Regions from separate parts of the Ovis canadensis genome. Here region 1 is linked to region 2. Evidence: chromatin contacts called from public Hi-C data. All regions are on one chromosome and are shown on one strand. The core of a region is the stretch at or near the end of the contact, and the rest is flanking DNA. Distances in the headings are between cores, read along the strand shown. Region 1 overlaps IL1R2 (interleukin 1 receptor type 2). Region 2 overlaps IL1RL2 (interleukin 1 receptor like 2).

Region 1 (5,624 bases), core at 2,242-4,741, 300 kb after region 2:
GAAAGGCCAGCAAATGGTGGATGAAGGGCTGCCCACGTCCACCACGGCTCCATCCTCATGTCTTCCACTAAAGAGCATCTGAAACCCTAATGGGATAAGCTTTAGGCAGCATCCCAGGTGAGCCCAGAGAGCAGCCGGCTTCTCCAGTGACCGAGATCATGAGCCTGCGCCTCCCTCCAAGGTCACAGGGCTGCTTCAGGGAGGCAGAGAGGGGAGAAAGATGCCCCAAGGACGAGATACATCCGTGGGTCGAAAGTCCAGGGCATGTCAGGATCACCTGGGAGCTTATTAAATATGGGCTGCTCACTGTTTCTTGTTCAGTATGTCTGGGAGGAGGCCTGAGAGTCTGCGTGTCTGATGAGTACCCAAGTGATGCTGCAGCTGGCGGAGGACCACCCTTGAAAGCGGCTGAGACACAGTGTGGTCCTCAGGACACAGGATAGTAGGTAGGTTGGCGCCCCCTCGTGTTCCTGTGCAGTATCACATGAACAGGACAACGGTGGAGGGGGTCAGGATTCTAAAAAATCCCCTCTGCGGGGGAGCAAGGGGCTGATGTGATTGAATCCTCACCAGACAGAGAGACTTCCGTTCATGGAAGACTCGATTTTCCCTGTACTAAGACTGAATCTCTGTATTCTCTGGGAGAAGAAAGTCTTTTCCCTTTGTAGACTAATTATACGCCTGAACATAGTTTCAAAGCTCTCTGAAATGTCCGTGTGTGTGTGTGTGTGTGTGTGTGTGTGTCTGCTCACTTGCTCGGTCATGCCCAACTCTTTGCCACCCCATGGACTGTAGCCTGCCAGGCTCCTCTGTCCATGGGATTCTCCAGGCAAGAGTACTGGAGTAAGTTGCCAGTCCCTCCTCCAAGGGATCTTCCTGACCCAGGGATCGAACCCTTATCACGTGCACCTCCTGCACTGGCAGGCGGATTCTTTACCACTAGTGCCACCTGGGAAGCCCTGAAAAGACCCCGATTGTGTAGTTATTCAGTGTATAAAATTAAGAGAAGCACCATACTGTCCAGAGCAGGGGCCAGGACTTCACCGCCTGTGCGCCTCGTGCACCAAGCTTGATGCCCAGCACGTAGGAGGCATGGAAGAAACAGTGACCAAACCTGAAATGCTAATTGGTACTGTTCACACATTATTTTCAGGTAGGACTCATGTAAACCAATGTGCGCCCTTGCTATTTTAAATCCTGGTTTCAAGAGCCACGAGACACACTTGTGTGTTAGTCGCTCAGCTTTCTCAGCCGTGCCCGACTCTTTGCGACACCCTGGGCTGTAGCCCACCAGGCTCTTCTGTCCATGGAATTCTCCAGTCAAGAATACTGGAGTGGCTTGTCATTTCCAAATCCAGGGGATTTCCACAACCCAGGGATTGAACCTGGGTCTCCTGCACTGCAGGAAGATTGTTTACCGTCTGAGCCTTCAGGCTAGACATGCTTGGGGAAGATCAAAAAGGAGAGATTTTTTTTCACCAGCTGTACCAATGTATAGACTTCTCATTGAAAACTCCAAAAAATCCTAGTATCCTAGAATTAGGAGAAGGAAATGGCAACCCACTCCAGCATTCTTGCTTGGGAAATCTCATGGACAGAGGAGCCTGGTGGGCTACAGTTCATGGGGTCACAAAGAGTCAGACATGACCCACCAACTGAGCACGCATGCACATCCTAGAATTAGACACAAAGTTACGGCAACTGGGCTCTGATGACTGGCCCTCCAGGTGCAAGCCTTCCAAACGGACCTTGCAGAGGGGCCTTCCAAGTGAACTACTATTTGGCTCCCTCTAGTGGTGTACATTTTAACTTCAGATTTAGAACCCTGTCCACCACCCAGGGATTCACTGTTCATAAAATCACCCAGCTTTTATCCTTCCAAGTGTCATACACGTCTTATAAGCCTGGTGCCAAGACATATGCCATATCTGTTTTCCTCTGATACCAAAGACACTCAAAGAATTCTACGTGAAATCAAACCAATATTGTAGAGCAATTTTCCCTCAATTAAAAATATTTCTTTAAAAAGAAATCAATCAAGAAATAACCACCTGGGGGAAAAAAAGAGTTCTACATGAGCCCTAATTTCCCCCTCGCATGCTTGTTGCTGAACCAGGGTGCAGAGGTTTCTTGATGGCAAGTACTCACTCTTAACTTGGAGTTTGATATTCCTGGTGATGTTGTATTGCCTGCCTTTGTGGGCATACGGCATGGCACAGGTATAGTAGCCTGCGTCCTCCATGGACACATTGTTTACCAGTAAGCGAGTTCCCCTCACACTGAGAAACTTCTGGTTGTCTTGATCCAAAGGGACAGAATCCTTAAGGGAAAATGGTTTTCAAAGTTACACTGTATCCTTGTATATGTGTGGCTGAATCTCTTCATTGTCTACCTAAAGCCATCACCACATTGTTCATTGGCTAAACCCCAATACAAAATTTAAAGTTTTTTTAAAAAGTTAAGTTATATTCTAATTGATATCTCAAAAGCTATGAACAGCATCGGTATTATGCATCACTACTGAATTTGCAACCCAAGAATCACCTTGGTATTTACTTTGCAAATATTGTCCTCTGAGGCGTGCTTTTAGCTGTGTTTTCAGGAGAGGGAGTTTTAGCATATAAAATAAAATGGCTGGATTGAAAAGAATGAAATAATGCCATTTGCGGCAACATGGATGGGGCTAGAGATTGTCATACAGAGTGATACAAGTCAGAAAGAGGAGAAATATCATATGACATTGCTTATATGGGGATTCTAAAAAGAAGTGATACAAACGAACTTATTTACAAAAAAGAAATAGACTCACAGACCTAGAAGAAAAACTTACAGTTGCTGGGGGAAAGGATGGAGGGAAGGATAGTTAGGGAGTTTGGGATGGACATGCGCACACAGATATATTTTAAGTGGATAACCATCAAGGACCAACTATTTAACACAAGGAACTCTGCTCAATGTCATGTGGCAACCTGGATGGGAGAGGAGTTTGGGGGAGAGTGGATACATGTGATGTATGGCTGAGTCCCTTCGCTGCCCACATGAAACTATCACAAGATTTTTGTGAATTGGCTATACTCCATTACAAAATAAAAAGTTTGTAATAAACGGCTGGGTCTGTTTAGCCACAAAGTTTAAAGCACGTTTGCTTCGGCACAACGGGGAAAAAAGAAACTATCTTCTTTGACAAAGTAGGCCATTAAAATAGAAATATATTTATGGCCTAACTGGTGCCTATAGGCCCTGGGAAACATCCAGAAAGGAGTGCTATGAGGCAGTCATGGTAAATGCCCACAAGAGTTGATGTTGCAGTAATCACATTAAGAATCATTTCGAGTTAAAGAGTCAGGAGAGATGGAGAAAATTTTGTAAGAGAAAACTGAGTGTGAGACATGAAGCCGCACTTTGGACAAAGATACTGCAGAGCAGAGCAGAGCAGAGCAGACATCTCATGAGCACAAAATGTTCTCAGGAACATCTCTTTCAAAACCATGACGATTGCAACCGTCGAATAGAACCCTGAGTCATTTCATAGACTTATTCTGAATAAGAACTCGGGCATAACTGGAAGAGTTTGTCAGCCACATGACTCATTAAGTCTAATTGAACAATATACTTAATTAAAAACAGAGATTTCATCATTCCCAACACATGTGATCAAATATGAACAAACCCAAACAGGGCTCAGATGGTGAAGAATCTGCCTGCAATGTGGGAGACCGGTTTTGATCCCTGGATCAGGAAGATCCCCTGAAGGAGGAACTGGCAGCCCACTCTAGTATTCTTGTCTGGAGAATTCCACAGGCAGAGGAGCCTGGCAGGCTACAGTCCCTGGGGTCCCAAAGAGTTGGACACGACTGAGCGACTCACACACACACAGAGTGTGGGTTTCTGATTAGTGTACTGCAAATGTGAACAGGCTCTAGTGTGTCGATTAAGTTTAAAAAGGTAAAACAGGGCAGAGCCACACGGTTCTTCCAGGGTCTACCGGTCTCCAGGGTACCCCGTGTGGCAGGGATGTGCGCATTCTGGCCTCCACCGTCGGAGGTCTGACTTCACCCTCTGCCGGCTGAGTGACCTTGGGCACGGTACTCACACTTGTGTGTCTCCCTCTCCTAATCCATAAAATGGAGATGCTAACAGCCCCTGCTGCACTGGGTTCATGTCGGGGACTTGAGAGCAGGCCTGGACACAGGGCATGCCCAGCGACAGTCAGCACTCTTGGGACGGGAACTGACATGATAAGTGCTACCAGGATGCCCCTGTCCACCCGCATTTACACACCAAGCACTGCCCAGGGTGTGTCACACACTTGCTCCACGTCCACTCGAGAAGTCCCAGGTGAGGAGGCATGCACTGCCGCCGTGCAGAGAAAACAGGCTAAAGAGGGAAAGAAGCTGACCAAGGCTAGACAACAGGTCACTGAAGATGCAGGGTTTCCAATCCAGACTGGTCACCCCCCAGAATCAATGCTCTTTCCTATTGTAAAATCTCTCCCTTGACCTTTCTATGCTCTTACGAAACCAAGAGTTCCTCTGTTGGGTGGACTAATTCATAAGAGCTGGCTACTTCACTGGGTTCATTAAAAAGGTCGTTCAGGCTTTGCCATGCCATCCTATACAAAAAACTGAATGGACTTTTTGGCCAACTCTGAAAATCATTTTATCTGAAAGTCACTTAAAAGTTTCCAATATTAACTTGACATACTATAGCTATTTTTGTAGTTAGAATGCTTGTCAATTGGTCAACCTATTTTTTTTTACTAAAGTGTTCATTTCTATCCATTTTTAAACAAGTAACTGTACTTTTCAGTATCAACTCACAGTCTATATCAGGGGTCAGCAAACTTTTTCTGTACAGAGCCAGAAAGTAAATATTTTAGGCCACATGTCTTCTGTCCAACTACTCAACTCAGTTGTCGCTGCCCCATAAAAACAGAAACAAATGAGCCTGGCTCAGTAAAACATTACTTACAGAGACTAAGATTCGAGTTTTATATCAGTTACACAGGCCATGAAATAATAGTCTTCTTTTAATTTTTTAAACCATTTAAAAACGTGAAAACTATACTTAACTGGATAGTTAACATCCAAAAAGGAGTAGCAGCTAACATTTAAAATGGATAAAAGCAAGGACCTACTCTATAGCACAGGGAACTCTGCTCAATGTTACGTGGCGGCCTGGGTGGGAGGGGAGTTTGGGGGAGAATGGGTACGTGTATCTGCATGGCTGAGCCCCTTTGCTGTCCACCTGCAACTATCACAACATCATTAATTAAATATACTCCAATACAAAATAAAAAGTTAAAAAACAAGCAAAGGAGAGGCAGCTCACTGCCCCGCGGCTGCCTTCTGCCCACCCCTTGTCCCCACGAGGGAGCTGACAACAGTATCTATCAGACAAGGCAGGAAATCATGTCTGCACCAATGTGGACTCCTTTAACCCAAAGGTTAATTTTCCTGTGCTTTTACAAAAACTCTACTAACACGTACATAAAGCTGTTAAACAGTTCTTTCTAAATTTCTATAGACACAGCACAGAGTAAAAAGCTGCTTTCTTCAGCTTTTATTTATTCTTCATTCATTTCACACTCTGTCTTTTCAAATCACTATCTGAGGATGTTTACT
Region 2 (5,292 bases), core at 1,810-4,309:
CAAGGGGCGCGTTCACTCGGATTCGCCAGCAGAGGGCGCAGTAGCGCCGCGGGGAGATCTTTGATGGCTCCAAGCTGGGGCGTTAACCTCGGTTCCCCCTGTCTCAAGAGAGGAAATGCTTTTCTCTTTCACAAGATCCTTCACCCACGGGGCTACTTTCTTTCCCTCTTGATGTCATCCTGTTACACAGGCAGGAAGTCCTGTTGGCTCAAGACTTGGCTACAGGGAAGACTTCCGCCGCCCTGCGGTCACAGAAGAACAAAGCACTTTGACCCAGAAGTTATGCAACCCAAGACGAGCCAGACTCACCACTTGATACAGCCCGTTGATGGGGGTGAAAGGGGAGCGTGAAAAGGCTGGCTTAAAGCTCAACAGTCAAAAACTGAAGATCATGGCATCTAGTCCCATAACTTCATGGCAAATAGGGGGGAAAGGTGGAAACAGGGACAGATTTTACTTTTTTTAGTCCCCAGAATCTCTGCGGACAATGGTTGAAAAGTGAAAGTGTTAGCTGCTCAGTCAGGTCTGACTCTTTGTGGCCCCATGAACGGTAGCCTTGCCAGGCTCCTCTGTCCATAGGCTTCCCCAGGCAAGAATACTGCAGTGGGTTGCCATGCCCTGACCCAGGGAACAAACTCGCACCTCCTGCATTGGCAGGCAAATTCTTCACTGTCTGAGCCACCAGAAAAGCCTTGCGGATGGTGACTGCAGCCATGAAATTAAAAGTCACTTGCTCCTTGGAAGAAAAGCTATAGTAAACCTTGACAATGTATTAGAAAGCAGAGGTGTGACTTTGCCAACAAAGGTCCGTATAGTCAAAGCTATGGTGTTTCCAGTAGTCATGTATGGATGTGAGTTAGATTATAAGGAAGGCTGAGCACCGAAGAATTGATGCTTTAGAACTGCGATACTGGAGAAGACTCTTGAGAGTCCCTTGGACAGCAAGATCAAACCAGTCAATCCTAAAGGAAACCAACCCTGAATATTCATTGGAAGGACTGATGCTGAAGCTTCAGTACCTTGGCCACCTGATACAAAGAGCTAACTCACTGGAAAAGACCCTGATGCTGGGAAAGACTGAGGGCAGGTAGGGGATGAGAGAGGATGAGATGGTTGGATGGTATCACTGAATCAATGGTCATGAGATTGAGCAAGCTCTGGGAGATAGTGAAGGACAGGGAAGCCTGGTGTGCTGCAGTCTGTGAGGTCACAGAGTCGGGCACAACTGAGTGACTGAACAACACAGTATTTCATTGTGGACAGAGGAGGTCAGGGGTACACAGTCTTCAGGCACAGGCTTTGAGTCCACTGGGACCGCTGGCTCTCACCCCATCCAGCTCTCCTCTGTGGCAGAGCTCAGGTGGGTCTAAGAATGCCACCCCAGCGTCTCCTGCATCAGGAAACTGGAGGCAGGCAGGGAAGAGGAGACAGAGCAAACCACAGCAGGAGCCGCCCCTTGAAACATTTTAGTGCCACCGTTTCAGCTGACGCGAGTGCAGCCCTGTTCCCCACGGCCCCATTCTGCACCTGCATTCAGAAAAGATGCGCTTTCTGCTCTTCCCAGGGGCTGGGAGGTGGGGGCTGGGCAGCCTCCTGGTAAAGACAAGAAAACCACCTGAGGGCCAGTCCTCTGATGAGTCTCCCTGTGGATTCCATTCTCCTGCTCACCCTTCTCCTTCAGTAAAGTCCTGAGGTCCTTGCAGACCAACATCTGCTGTGCTCCTCGGAACAGTCAGATCAGAGCGTCAGAGGTGGGGCATGGCAGTCGTTAATAAGACAGCCTCTGATCAAGACAGCTTAAAATGCAAACCTTCCCAAAGCAGTCGAGAAAGGTGGGAAAACTAAACAACCATGTGCCATATTAAAGCAGCTTGTTTATATCCTGCCAAAGAAGCAAAAAGCTAATTTTTGTGTTTGGTCAGACTGTTCCTGAAAGGCGTGGTGTGGGTCTGACTGCTCGATGCCCAAAAGCCAATAAACAGGCCAAGTTGGTGGAAAGGAAAGTTTGCTTTATTTCAGATGCCAGCAACTTGGGGCTAAGGGCAGACATCTGTCCAAAAGCCAACTCCCCCCGCAGAACTTTTATAGGCTGAGGTTGGGGATACATGCAGAACAGCAGAGTCAGCTTGACAGTCATCTTCAGATTGTCACTGGTGGCCTCACCAGTGTCTTCTTGACTGTTTTAGGTGAAGTTAATCTTCAGTTCCAGGGTCCATTTGTTCCCATTTCTCTGAGGCCAGTTCTTGGATTTGTGGCAGCTTATGTCCTCTGTACAATCTTTTCTTCATGTAGTTAACTTCTCCCATCTGGTGTTTTAGTATCTATAAGACAGCTCACAGGATACAGCCGAGAATATTATCTATAGCCCTTGACAAGAAACTAAAGGTCCTTGACTGTGCTTAATGACTGCCTCATTATTCACTCTCCTCTGACTGTTTCCCTTTGTTTCTGCGTTTCTCATTTCTCTGATTAAATTTATTCTTTGACTAAAGTTTTCCAAGGACAGAGGGGAGGCAGAGGACCTGCTGGGGGAAGGACCATAAGGTCCTGCTCTGTTTCAAGAGTTTGAGTCAATGGTAGACCACAACCAACAGATTATTTACGGAAAAGCAGACACATTCCTGAAAAATCTACCTAAACAGATCGGCAAATGTGCAGGTTTCGGAATCTGTGTTTCCCTTTACAACTCACAGGCAGGAACTGCACTGGCTTTCTCAATTTTGTGGATTTGATTTTTAAAATTAAGAAGAATAAAAGAGCCTCTGGGGAGAGGTGACTCACGAGGGCAAGAGCCAGTGCTCACAGTCTGCTTCCGCCTTCCTCTAGGAGGAAGAAGAGGAGGGTGAGGTTTCAGTTTGACTGTAACAAACACCAGCATCCCTTAGAAGCTGCCTGGGCTTGGCAGGGGAAGAGGGGCAGAGACACAGAGTTTCCATCCTCCGTCACTCAAGGGCCCCAGGAGAATTCTGTTCGAGATGTGTGGCCTCCAGGACTTCGTCCCAACGTCCTGTAACTCTGAGGGCTCCCCAACCCCCATCATCTATTCCAGATGTTGTGGGCTCGTCATCTGTAGAGAAGCCTCTAAGAAGGAAACCAAGGAGGAATTTTCCACTCTCTGAACTTTGCACACATACACACCCTGGATAAATCAACCACAGGAGTGAGCGTGGAAGGAAAGTTTATAACTGTGAAGTGGGATGTAGCGCTGGGGAAAGGTCAGCTGCCTGGGGCCAGCAGGAAGCCTCTGAGTCACTGTGGGGGGCAGGGGGACGGAGGGGGTGCCAGGAGGCACTGAGGAACCAGCCCTGCCACCCACTCCCTGTTGGTCAGACAGCTCCTCGTCGGACCTCGGAGCGTGCCAAGCACTTTCACGTGTGTGTCTACGTCTCAGTCTTTTGGGGAAAGACCAGCCCTCTCTGGACTCTTTGTTTGACATGACTCAACCTTGAGGCTGCCCTTTCTCGGGGACAGATGCATGGTGTTCGAGGGGAGAGACCAAAGGAAGTGGGTTTTGTGGGCGACTTAGTCATTACAGGAATGAACCAGAAGCTAGAGGGGTGTAGCACCTGCGTGTCACCTTGACTGACCTCTTCACCTCTCACTGTAAGGGAGCAGGACCCCGTGGGGCCTTCCCCTGCTTCCTCCGCTTGACCTCCTCGCTGAAGCACCTGGATGACAGTATTTGGTGCAAATTTCCTGAGGTTTTTTGTAGATGTAATAAAAATCTCCCTCTTCAACAAATGGAAAATGTTAACTACTTGACAACCAGCCCCAGGCCTCTTGGAGCCTAAGGACTGATAATGTTTTGTTTTTAAATGTTTATTTTTCTGCTCCAGGTTCTAAGTTGCAGTGGCACATGGAATCCAGTTCCCCGACCAGGGATTGAACCCTGGGGCCCGTGCCCTGGGACTGATGATGCTTGTCCCTATGACATCACCTGCTGCCTCACCATCAGCCAATCAGAATCGTGCTCGAGCTGATCACACATCTGTGATCCTCCTCGCTCATCAGGCTTTTAAAAGGATTTTGTTGAAACCCTCAGGGAGTTCGGGGCTTCTTAGGGCACGAGCCACCCATTCTCCCTGCATGGCCCTGAAATACACCTTTCTCTGCCCAGCCTCCGATGTTTCAGCTTTGTTTGACCTCACTGTGCGCCAGGCGCATGAACTTGTGTTAACATCACCCCTACCTCCAGGCCAGCTTCTGTCCCCTGAGGTTCGCCCAGGCGACATGGGACCCACCCCCAAGGCCGGGGGACACAGCGCCTTTCACCTCACCAAGCCCAGCCGCTGAAATGGGTGAATGCAACCTGCCGTTGTTAACCTTCTGTTTTATGCCCATTGAGTGTGAGCCCTTGTCAGCTGCGTTGCTTCTCTGATGGCTCAGCATTAAAGAATCCACCTGCAATGCAGGGTTCAATCCCTGAGTCAGGGAGAACCCCTGGAGTAGGAAATGAAAACCCGCTTCAGTATTCTTACCAGGGAAATCCCACGGACAGAGGAGCCTGGAGGCTACAGTCCATGGGGTCACAGAGTCGACAGGACTGAGCGACTGCATACAGCCGCACGCACGTTTTGTCAGCTGAAAAATGAACATTCTCAACCCTTTACCGGCCAACCTACATTTCAGGGGCAAAGCCAGTCTAACTGAATTATTTGTCTTTTCACCTTTTGCTTTCTGACAATTTCATTAAAAAATGAGTGGAAATTAAAACCGAAAGTGCTGCAGCTGCTAGTAATAAAATGGAATTTGAGAATTCTTGGGTATTCACAATGGCAGATATTTCACTTGAGGTTTACACTTTGTGATCTTTAGCAGCTTAGAGATGTGTTCAGCTGCTGCGATAAAATATTAAAGGATGCCCCCAAACTAGTGAAAATGCACACATTAAGGACTGCCCACAGGCCAACCCCCTCCAGCCTCTATGATGCTTCATCAGGGCCATACTCTAGTCTCCTTGGCTGCTGTAACAAAATGCTATAGACTGGGAGGCTTATAAGCAACAGAAATTTATTTCTCAGTGTTCTGGAGGCTGGGAGTCTGAGACCAGGGTGCCATCATGGCTGAGTGAGGGGGTCCCCTTTCCAGGTGGCAGATTTCTTATATTCTCACGTGGCAGAAGGGGCAAAGGAGCTGTCTGGGGTCTCTTTTATTTTGAGCACTGATTCTATCCACCCAGGCTCCACCCTCAGGACCCAGTCACCTCTCAAAGGCTCCACCTCCTAAAAGTATGACGCCAGGAGTTGCTGTTTTTCAATCGCTCAGTCATGTCCGAGTCTTTGCAAGCCCATG

Evidence for each region. A called contact is a pair of places that touch in the nucleus more often than the background predicts.
Region 1: a contact with region 2 is called in a Hi-C map of fibroblasts, with 13 times the contacts expected there. The contact joins two enhancer-like sites. A contact is called at or near these places in 2 of 2 Hi-C or Micro-C datasets (fibroblasts and lung).

What each region holds. Positions count from the first base shown.
Region 1 is chr3:99,940,655-99,946,278 of ARS-UI_OviCan_v2, forward strand. IL1R2 (interleukin 1 receptor type 2) reads right to left here. Exons shown (of 13, transcript XR_011255768.1): 6 at 2,149-2,320. Among named protein-coding and RNA genes, the nearest start is that of IL1R2, 23 kb to the right of the region's middle. Within about 2 kb of position 3,492, the one cell type or tissue checked has open chromatin away from gene starts, as enhancers often do. A contact at or near this core is called in fibroblasts, where this site is marked.
Region 2 is chr3:99,638,717-99,644,008 of ARS-UI_OviCan_v2, forward strand. IL1RL2 (interleukin 1 receptor like 2) reads right to left here. Exons shown (of 10, transcript XM_069586353.1): 10 at 4,994-5,292. Among named protein-coding and RNA genes, the nearest start is that of IL1RL1, 21 kb to the left of the region's middle. Within about 2 kb of position 3,060, the one cell type or tissue checked has open chromatin away from gene starts, as enhancers often do. A contact at or near this core is called in fibroblasts, where this site is marked.